Regions from separate parts of the Oryctolagus cuniculus genome. Here region 2 is linked to region 1. A link is a contact called in public Micro-C data. All regions are on one chromosome and are shown on one strand. Each heading gives the region's core, a stretch centred on a gene start, on an enhancer-like site or on the middle of the called end of the contact. The rest is flanking DNA. Distances are from core to core; before and after follow the strand shown.

Evidence for each region. A called contact is a pair of places that touch in the nucleus more often than the background predicts.
Region 2: a contact with region 1 is called in a Micro-C map of ear pinna, with 4 times the contacts expected there. The contact joins the promoter of ARHGAP29 here to the enhancer-like site in region 1. A contact is called at or near these places in 5 of 6 Hi-C or Micro-C datasets (ear pinna, embryonic fibroblasts, psoas muscle and 2 more).

What each region holds. Positions count from the first base shown.
Region 1 is chr7:76,344,992-76,350,658 of mOryCun1.1, reverse strand. No RefSeq gene overlaps it. Among named protein-coding and RNA genes, the nearest start is that of ARHGAP29, 70 kb to the left of the region's middle. Within about 2 kb of position 3,523, at least 4 of the 8 cell types and tissues checked have an H3K27ac peak or open chromatin away from gene starts, as enhancers often do. A contact at or near this core is called in ear pinna, where this site is marked.
Region 2 is chr7:76,414,946-76,420,612 of mOryCun1.1, reverse strand. It overlaps ARHGAP29 (Rho GTPase activating protein 29), which reads right to left and starts at 2,938. Exons shown (of 23, transcript XM_051857470.2): 1 at 2,777-2,938.

The DNA of each region.
Region 1 (5,667 bases), core at 2,274-4,773:
GCACCCTTGAGGACAGGAAAGTCCTGTCTCTGCAGACACAGGCACACAGAGAAAAATCGGAGCAAACAGGCTCCCCACCCCAGCTTCTCACCCCTACATCAGATCCCGTTTGTGCCTCATGCTTCCCCATCACCATCCACTTATTCATCAAACTTAGCTTGAAAATATCCAAGTTTCTCTGTTTCTTGGGGTCTTCATTACCAAAAGCCACCATGTCATGGAAAACTCTTACTAAGTAAAGGTGGATGTTTTTCTCCTATAAGTCTGTCTTACATTGTCAGTGCCTCAGCCATTAACATAGCAATGGGTAAGAAATTTTTCCTCCCCTACACTGCAGTTTATTCTCTTTTTAAAAACAGATTTATGGCCGGCGCTGCGGCTCAATAGGCTAATCCTCCACCTGCGACGCCAGTACACCGGGTTCGAGTCCGGGTTGGGGCACCGGATTCTGTCCTGGTTGCTCCTCTTCCAGTCCAGCTCTCTGCTGTGGCCCAGGAAGGCAGTGGAGGATGGCCCAAGTGCTTGGGCCCTGCACCCGCATGGGAGACCAGGAGAAGCACCTGGCTCCTGCCTTCGGATCAGCGCGGTGCGCTGGCCGCAGCAGCCATTGAAGGGTGAACCAACGGAAAAGGAAAACCTTTCTCCCCGTTTCTCTCTCTCACTGTCCACTCTGCCTGTTAAAAAAAAAAAAAAAGATTTATTTATTTATTTGTTCATTTGAACAGCAGAGTGGCACGGTGGGCAGGGGAGGCAGGGAATGAAAGACAGAGAGTGATCTTCCATCTGCAGGTTCCTCTCCATATGGCTGCAACAGCAGGGGTTGGACCACGTTGAAGCCGGGAGCCAGGACCTCCATCCTGGTCTCCCACATGAGTGGTAGGAACCCAAGTACTTGAGCCGTTTTCTGCTGTTTCCCAGGCCCATTAGTGGGGAGCTGCCTCGGAAGTGGAGTAGCCCAGATTAGAACCAGTGCTCCTAAATGGGATGCTGTTGTCCCAAGAGATGGTGCCACTGGCTACACCACAGTGCCTGCCCCCAGAGGATATTGTTATTGCTATGTGCTCAGAAAATGTCATAAAAATGATTTATTAATGCAATGCATCCTCTTTTCAACAAGCTTCTTAGGTGACTATCAAAATCATGCAATATAATAAATAAAAGTGCACAAAATAGAAGAAACAAAGCAAAGAGACAAGGATGGGGTGGTGAAGTGAAGCCAGAAGCAAAGCCACCACACAGAATTGCCAACCCTATGAACTCAAGCTAAAGAGGAACCACAAATTTGGCTCTGAGCCGTGAGGAAGCAGACTGGCGATAGGATCCACAGGTTTTACAGATGCGTTTCAGGGGCTCAGGAGCCTCAAGACCTGAACAAAGTTTCTCCCGCGCCTTCTCCAAAAGGACACTGAGGTCGTGCGTGCCGCTGGGAGCCAGTGAGTTCCCACCAGCTGCTGCTTACGGTGTCGCTCAGGCAGCCTTCATTCAGTCAAGTGTCAGAGTGAGGTCCTGGACAAAGGGACACAGTTCAGATGTGAGGCTCTTCAGTGACCAGATTTGATCCAGGGCTAAAGCTCAAGTCTGCGGGAGAAAGATGGACCGCATCCTCCCCAACTGTTCTTTCCTCCAGTCAAGCTTCCGCGAGATCTGAGATACATCACGCGGCAGACACCCGCCGTGTCCTGACTCTGTTTTCCTGATTCGTTGCGTAGCTCCACCTAGGAGCCTGGGCATCCTCTTGTGAAAACAAAGGTTCCCAGTCCGGGCTGGCAACTGCTAGGAGCAACCTCTACCAAGAGGCAGAGGCAGGGGTATGCACGGGCAGGGGCCAGAGTTCCTTCAGAAAAGCAACAAAACAACAACAGCAGCAACAACAAAACAGCCCCTCTGTGCTCTAGCAGGACAATAAATGGAGAGCCCAGCTCCCGCGGAGCACGGCCAAGGTGTGCAACACAAATAAGCCTCCCAGAAACTCTTACTTCCCAGTCCAGGATGAATTCACACCTCTCTTCTCCTGTTGGGTTGTTTCCATGACATATCTCCCCACCCACTAGAGTAGAGAGTGGAGCATTGACTTAAAAAATGAAATTAACCTGCAGAGAAAAAGTCATTTTTGGATTAATGACCAGGCTGTTGGCTGAGTGTTTGATTTGGCTCCTTCCCCATCCAGTCCCAGGCAGGTCACTCCACAGAGCTTTCTCCAACTACAGCATGATTTTGTTTTTTAGAAAATATGTACACTTGGTAAGGAGTCCAGGTGAGTTAGACTTCGGGTATGCATTATTCAGAGAGCGAAAGTATTTTCGGCACTGCTTGAAGTGTTTGTACCTACCTGACAATGCATGAAGCACTCAACACAGTAATCTTACTGTTTTGGCTGTTGTTTTTACCATTACTCATGCTGGATGACTGCGGGGGAGGAAAAAAAAACTTAATGATGATCTTGTGTGTGTGAATTATTTTTAGGTTTTCGGTCTGGGATGAACGCGCCGAACAATCTGTCATGTGGGTACAAATATTTTCATAGACACGAATCCAAATACCACAAAACCGCCACCACGGCTCAGGTTCCACAGGTCTTTTTCTCGGGCAGACGTTTTATTAAATGTGAATATCCTTAAACTATGAGAACCTCCACAAGACCTTGAGAAGAAAACACACAGACCCCTACAAAAATTAAAAAGATGGTCAGGAGAACTCCCCCGGGGAGCTAATTTCTAGGGAGAAAGAAAGAACTTTGTGTTTTTGGATTTTGTTGCCATCCTAAGCAGTATACAAAAGGAATCAAAGTGACAAGTTGGGTCCCAGCCCTGCTGTAGCACGGCTGGTGGCTGATAAGGCGCCCCGGAGCCCGGTGGGAGTCAAGTTTCAGCCCTGTCAGGTGTAATCAGAACCCAGGTCCTAAAACAAAGGCCTGTACTCTGCTTCCTTAGCCCAAGAATCACTTCTGCACGGCTGAAATGAAACAGCTTGGCAGCCTAGAGCTAGTGTGATTGTGTCATCTTCCCTCCCTTCACATTCCCCAATTAATGGTATTTTTTTTTTTTTGTAAGCATGGTTGGTGATTGTAGAAAATTCAGGAGAATTTCCCTTGCTGGGTTTTCTCCAGAAGATCAAAATGAGGGTTACGTGAAGCCAAATGCTGCTTGGGCGTCAGGGTGATGAGGGGGACAGAGGACAAGTCCTGGCCGCTTCCCCCAACGGCGCTGCTGGGACCGTTCCCGGCCCAGGGCGGCGGGCAGCGTGCACACGGGCCCTGGGTGACAGTGGCCTCCAGTGGGCGGGCTTGCACGCAGCTGCCTCAGAGGAATGGACTGGAGCGATGGGCAGGCTCGGGCCAGCGCGGGAAGCCGGGCTCCGGGGTCACCGCGAGCCGGTGCGGAGCTGAAGCGCGCTCAGAAAGAGCCCCGGAGGTGCTGCCATAGGGAGAAGGTGGCAACTGGAGGAAATGACAACCCCGGAGTGTGGGAAGACGACAATTAGCCCAGGCAGAGGCGCAGGAAGGAATACAGAATGCATTACAATGGGAGGAACCGGGGCCGCGAGCTGAGCCGGCCGGGCCAGGGGCTCCCGGGGCGAGACGCTGCCTTAGGAATGCCGGCTTCTTAGAGCTTCTCGGAGCTTTTTTGTGTTGTTGCTGCGGCTCCTAATTTAACCCCTTCACACCTCGGAGGGGCGAATTCTAAGGCCGACGTTTCTATTTGTGCAGCTTAGAGGTTGTCCCGTGAATATTAGCAATTCCAGACAAGAATGCCTGCACAGTTAGAAAAACTCATCTTCCCTCCGCGCCCCACCCCCAACCCCGTGCCCACAAAATGATGAGAGTTTAAGCTTGGATTGCGAAGCAAAATGTTTCCACTGGAGACATTAGAAGAAATACTCAAGGCGGTATTGATGAGCAAGTGTAGGTGATTTGACACCATGAGCAAAGTATTCATGCAAAGGCAATGACTTTCTAAGAGGAAAACATGTACATGTTTAAAGACCATTTCAATGACTACCAAGATTACCTAGCAGGGCAAAGCGTTCGATACCCAGGAGTGGATTGAAGTGTGATTGTTTTGTGAAAATAAGAACTTATTTTTCAAATCGATGTGTTTATCACACATGAATATCAGCACGAGGGACAAAGCTTTTCAGTGAGCCCCAAATGAACTTGTTTGTTTTTCACTTTCATCCTGAAAGTCAATTGGCAGAGAAAGGAAGCCGGGCCTTAATCACCCACGATGCTAAAAGCTTGGAGAGAAAGGAAGGAAAGGCAGTGCTGCAGCTGAGAGTGGGGGCGGGGGCAGCGAGGGGATGCTAAACAGGATTAGAAGAACCAGATACCATTACAAAGGACTGGTGGCCCGGGCAAAGTGGATAATAAAGCAAATTAAAGATTCTTAAAAGTCCCCTGTGTCCAGGAAATGAATCCACTGCTCAGACGAATAAGCGAAGCGGCATCACGTGGAAGAGAATGACTAAATAGCCACGGGAGAGACACAAGGCTCCCAACTCTGGAAGACAGACCACAAGAAAGAAGGAAGAGGGAGGAGGTTCTGAGACAGCACCGAGAGGGTGTAAAAGTGCACTGAGAAGCCTCTAGAGCATAGTGCAAGAAGCAGGGCCTGGAAAAAGCCACAGCAATAAAAGATTCCCTAATTACTTTCAAGTGACTGCAGGTGAGGGAGCAGGTTCAGGGACTTGAAGAATTAAACTACGTTTTATTTTCATTTATTTTAGTTTGATGTTTTGGTCTTGCCCTCTTGAGGCCAATAAACATGTATCAGAAATAGAAACAATGTCAGCAGAGTGATAAATGAAAGGCAATTAGGAATTCCCCTCCAATAAATCCAGAGGATTCCAGAAGAGACAACCCCCGAGTGGGAAGAGAGGGCTGCAGAGGTTAGCGAGGCCCCTGGGAGATGCCAGGCGGAAGTCAGAGCCCAGGAAATCCAGTACCTTTCAGGCAGTGAGCCGCGCCCCAGGCGGAAGCTTGCTAGGCTTTCCCTTGGAACTCAGGAGCAATTGCCATGTTTAAAATGTTTGCATTTATTTTTAATTATTTGAAAGGGAGATAGAAAGAGAGAGAGAAAGAGAGAGACTCTGTCTGTTGGTTCACTCTCCAAATGCCTGCAACAATCAGAGCTGGGCTAGGCCAGCGTCAAGAGTCTGGAAGTCAACTTTCATCTCTCAAGTGTACTTCGGGGACGCAAGCACCTGGGCCATCACCTGCTGCCTCCCAGAGGTGCACATTAACAGGAAGCTGGATTTGGAAGCAGAGCTTGGACTCAAACGCAGACACTCGGATAAGGGCACTCCCAGCAGCATCTTAACCACTCTGCCACACGCCCACTCCCAGACGTTTAAAGTACATACTGGTATACAGCAACGAGGGTAAAATTACCAAATACCTGGGAGTTCCACAAACAAGCAAAGCAGCCTCTTGATTAAAATCCTAATAGAGGATTTCTACATTTTGTTCACCACACTAAGACTAATAAGGAAGCATTTGTCAGCATTGCCAACATATTCTGCGAAAAGGAATTAACATCTGGGGAGAAAGTGATTGATGAACTGGGCGAGATTAACCCAACATCCTCAAGGAGCTGACTCAGGGCACACACACAGATGCTTGGGCATCTGTGACAGGAGGACCAGAGGCTCTTCCCCACAGTCGCTGTATGG
Region 2 (5,667 bases), core at 1,689-4,188, 71 kb before region 1:
TCCTCAATGGCAAATACTGAAACATTTTTTAAGAAACAGTCTTAATCTAGGGAGGCGGTATCCTCCAATATCCGCTCTTGGAACAAGGTGGTTCTTTTTCTTATCAGAGTAGTAACAAGGACAGTAAAATGCAACCCTCTACAAAAATCCTTATCACACATACTCCTTTTTTTTTTTTTTTTTTTTTTTTTTGACAGGCAGAGTGGACAGTGAGAGAGAGAGACAGAGAGAAAGGTCTTCCTTTGCCGTTGGTTCACCCTCCAACGGCCACCATGGTTGGCGCACCGCGCTGATCTGATGGCAGGAGCCAGGTACTTATCCTGGTCTCCCATGGGGTGCAGGGCCCAAGCACTTGGGCCATCCTCCACTGCCCTCCCTGGCCACAGCACAGAGCTGGCCTGGAAGAGGGGCAACCAGGATAGAATCCGGCACCCCGACCGGGACTAGAACCCGGTGTGCCGGTAGCCTAGTGAGCCGCGGCGCCAGCAATCACAGATACTCCTAACCTTCCTTTTGAATGTTCTTGTTTCTTTGCATTGGAACATGCCTTTCCTCGCTGTGGTTCATCACCACGCTGGAGGAGAGTGAGAACAAGAAAAACAGCCTGTAAAGCTTCAGAACAGAAAAGCAGAAAGTGAGATCAGGGACATCCCAGCATGCATTAGAGATAAACAGCAATTCTATCCCGAAAGGCCCTTCTATCTTCTATGCTTGCTTGCTTTTTTTTTTTTTTTAAGATTTATTTATTTTGAAAGAAAGGCAGAGTTAGAGAGAGAAAAACAGAGATGAGCGAGATCTTCCAGCCGCTGCTTCACTCCCCAAGTGGCTACAATGGCCAGGGGAAGAGTCAGGAGCCAGCAGCTACTTTTAGGTCTCCCTCATGGGTGCAGGGACTCAAGCACTTGGGCCATCTTTCACTGCTTTCCCAGGCACATTAGCAGAGAGCTGGATGGGAAGAGGGGCAGCTGGGATTCCAACCAGCAACCATATGGGATTCTGGCTTTACCCACTATGCCACAGCACCAGCCCCATCTTCTACACTTTCTGAAATCAGTCTCTTACCTTCAAGCTCACACAAAACATGGCTTCCAACACCCTTTTCATTCCCTCCACTGAAATTATCCCTCTACTTTCCCATAGGACATTCAACCAACGTCTCCTGGAGAACCCACAATGTTACAGTTTGGGTCTTTCTAACTCAGTACCGTCTACTGCTACCCAACAGATGGAAAGATTATTTTCTGGTCATTAGCTTTATTCCATTTAGTACCAACCCTGTGGAACCAACAGCAGTTGCTGTAAAAACTCACATTCCTAGGTCAAGGGCTTTAACACTGGGAGAGAAGGAGCTGATAATTAGGTGGCTGTTCTATTTTCGGGACTGGGGATCAGGAATGACCGGCCACCACTCACTTGCAGACCAGTAGTTACTTCGTGTTAGCTAAGTTCTATCTCCTGCCAATCTGGGGACTGAAATATTTTCTACCCAGGCGTATCGTACTGACTTCAAGTTCAGTCTTAACCTATTCAAAACCATGAGACCACGTGCAAAATGCACTGTATATGAGGCGTAAGGGTGACAGCTTCTAACTTGCCAGGCAGCACTTCTAGCAAACTGCCTACAGAAATCACTGCGGAAAAGACCTAAACCCCCAAGACTCCCACAATTTACTATGCTTTGTTTACTCATTCTACACATTCACTTTCTTCCTGAACAGGGAATTCACTTGCTCAAACCGAGTAGGAGGTGAAGCTGGTGCCCAAAGGACAGGAAAGAGAAAGGCAGATGTAGAACAAAACCTTCCTGGCTGTCAGCTCCCAACACGTCCTAACAACCGCGTCCAAAAACATCCACCTTAGAACGCAGGATATCAAAGACCCCAAGCCCCGGGCTCTGAAGAGGGTTAGTGGAGAAAACGCGAGGTCAACGCTACACAGTCAGGAGGGTCAGAGAGCGCGCTCGGCCACGGTTTGGGGCAGCAGGCCTGTCCTGGGACGGCGGGTGTCAACACCAGCCCGGGGACGTCCAAGGAAACAGACTCACAGGGAGAAACTCCGCAGAACTCCTGTTCTGTAGAGCACCCGACTCCGTCTAGAGCCGTGGTGGGGAAGGGGGCTGGGGGAGGGTTGGGAGCGGTGAGGGGCGCACGCGGGGGACACTAGCACCGGAAAGGAAGGGAGGGGTTTTGGTCTTGCACCTTTAAGTCTCATCCCCACCCCCTCCCGCAGCCCCCAAAGTAATCAATAGCCAAGGCCTAGGTGAGGTGGAGTGTAATAAAAATAAATAAAAATGGACCAAGAAAGATCTGTTTTTTGTTTTGTCCCCCACCCCCACCCCAGCCTTGGCGTATGTCAGACTGCAACTTCAGACAACATCATCAAAGTCCCCAAAGAGGTCTCCGGTGAGGAAGACCGACGTGAGACTCGGCGAAGGAAACCAGCGGGGGACAGGGGAGCTGCGCCCCTGGACGCCGCAGGGGAGCGCGGCCGGCGGCCGGCCAGCCAGAGGTGAGGGGCGGCAGGCTGAGGGGAGTCCGCCCCAGCAGCCTCTCCCCGCGGCCGGCGCCGACGCCTGGAGCGTCCCTCAAGTTCCTCCACGCCCGCCTCGCCCCACGCGCCCCTCGTCGAGGACCCCGGCCCCCAGCACAGCCCGCAGCCCGCAGCCGTCTCAGCTCGGGGCAGCAGCGCGCGCGCGGCCCGAACCCCAGACGGGAACTCGCGGGTAGCCGCCGAGGGCGACCTCAGCCCGGAGCGAGCGCCTCCGCCGCACACTCACCATGGCGCTCGATCCCGCGTCCCGGACGCGGACGCCTGCCCTGCGCTCACGGCCGCCGCCGCCGCCGCCGAGGGCTGGAGCCCGCCACCCCCATCCCCCACGCACGGCCCGCGGACACCCCGGCCAAACCGCCGCCGCCCCTGCAGCCACCGCCACGACCGCGCTGGCCGCGCACGCCCCGCCCCCGCCTCCCGCCCGCCGCGGCCCGCCCCCCGGGGCCCAGCCCATTGGCCCGCGCTGCCGGGGGCGGGGCCCGGGCGTCCCCTGCAGGTGGGGGCGGTGGCTCGCGGGCGGGGGCTCGGCTGTCAGCGGCGCCCGGCCCGACCCTGTTCTCTGCGGCTGGCGACGCGTCGGGCCGTCTGGGCGGCTGGTGGCGGGGCAGGCGGGGCGACTCTGGGGAAAAGTCACCATTTACACCTTCCAGCAGGGAGCAGGTCCTCAACCCTTGTTAAACTGGACGTGGGTCGGGTAGACACTGAAGTCTCTGCAGGCAGGATTCTGGTCTTCAACTCACTTCGTCGACCTTCGTACCCCACCCTTCTCGTTTTCGAAACCGAAGAAAGTGCATTTGGGGCCAAACTTTAAAACTGTCTCAGCTGATAAATTTTATGCCAAATTTGAAATGTCTAAAATGGATTCTTATTTTGAGAAAAGCAAATTCCTCAAAAGATTAGTTGTTATGCACAGTTCCTGGCACCTGGAAGGCGCCCAACACCCGCAGTGTGGTTCTCCGTTTTTACCATTAAATGCTCCTGAGCATGGGACTCGGGGTAGAGGGCCAGGGTGGGGGGCAAACAGATGACCAAATTAAACCATTCGTCCGGTGGGGTCTCATCATAGGTGGGAAGTGGGGAGGACAGAGTTCGTATTGAGTAGAGTACTGTATATATTGGAAACACTTTCCCAAGGACAATCTTCAGCGAGTATTCCACGAATATGAGCCGATAAGTGGGAACATTTGTGGGACAGGAACTTGGAGAAGTCCCTCAACCTCCTTCTCCCCTTAAATCTTTTCAAAATATGTGAAACACTTGCCATACTGCACTCCTCTTCAATATCAGAGTGAGTGTGATATTTGAAAACATTCTCAGAGGAAGGTAGCAGTTCATTTTTACAATAGAATACACACAGTTATTAACTGAGAGAACGTCAAAAATCTGGAATAAGGAACAGGTGGTTGTGTTTGGCAAAAAAAAAAAACTAAAGAATAAAGGGCAATATCCACACTGAATTCCCTGACGATGTCCCAGCATGTACTCTGAATCATCCTGACACGCTGACTTGGCTTTTTTTTTTTTTAATCAATAAATACTTCTTGGTGAAAGTGGTTCAGGATCATGATTTTAGAGGATAAGGAACAACAGATAAACGAGAAATCAGAGCATAACTGTATACTGGGTTAATGATGAAACACACTTCGCAGATGCTATAGTACTGTCATGTTAGAATTGCAGTAGGCATTGACACCTAACCATTCTGCTGTTGAAATGTTCTGAAGCCTTCCTGTTCTCGCACTGAAAACCGATCATCCTATTTGACATCCTGTGGCACATAGGATATTATCCTTTGGGCATTTGGAGTTCTGGTGCCATGTTTACCTGGTCGTGTTTGTTTATTCGAATTAGATTTCAAGTTCCACAATTCTGCATTTCCTAGGTATCTTTCTGATACAGAATGGACCCCCTCTGTGTTTTTTGAAGGAATATTGAGAGAAAGACAAGTGGGTCCAGGAATAAAAATTCTACACATTTTTTTTTAAAGCATAATCTTCCCTCACCTTGGTGGTAACTGATGGAACCAAATGTAATGGCTGCAAAAACGTCATGCCTAAGGCAGAACCTCCCAGATATCCTGTGACCTGAGGTGACTGGAGTGATTGTGAGGGCACGTGTTCCATGTGAGCAGTGGAGGTGGGAACCCAGCTCCACAGGGACACGCACAACAGGTGCTCTTCCTCTCAACCCTGCTTCCATGGCCGTCTGCATAGGAGGCTGCAGCATTGTCCCACGAGGCCGATCCTATTTTTATTCCTACCACAAACATTTATTGAGGATTTGCAATGTGCCAGGCATGAGGGACATGGCAGGGCACTTTCAGTCCTCTCTGAGATTCTTCACCATGATTAAATGCCTGGGAGCGGGGAAGCAATCCTGGAAGCAGGCGAGGGCTGCCCAAGGACAGGTAGGCTCCCTGGACTGGTGCTGCCCTTGACTTAGAAAGAGTGGCTAAGAGCTTGACAGGCCGCAGTGAGTACAAAGGCTCCAGATTCCAGAGTGGACAAAACTCACCGAGCAGGTTATTAATCTTGATTCCATGATGGTTGTAATTGAGAAACAAGGAATCAATTCACTCCACATGTTGCAAATGAATGTGAAAGACACTGCAAGCATCCAAGAATTCTGGGCAGTCATGAGAGCAAACTAAGGACAAAAATCAAGCAAAACTTAAGTGAGTGTGTGAATATGACATCATACTAATTTTAATTCTAGATCAAGGTATTACATTCCAAATTCCAGTTGTTTGCTATGTTAAACTTTCTTGTAAGACCTTTGTTGACATGAACCTCTGTGCTTGAGCCACCACGTACCGTGGCCCCACCTAACATCCTAACAGCATGTGTAATGAAACTCCCTTAATAATTAATGGTCAGTGCGGGGGAAAAAATACTGCCTTCTGAAAAAGACAATTATTGATATTGCCGCGAATAAAGAGATGATAATGATGATAACAGTAATAATCACTAGCCATCCGTGGTTTACTGTGTGCTAGACACTGTTTTAATTATACTTTACATTTAGTGAATCATTTTGTCCTCACAACAACCCTGGGAGGTACTATCATCATCCACATTTTACAAATAGAAAACAGAATGAGAGAGAAGTTCAATGAAG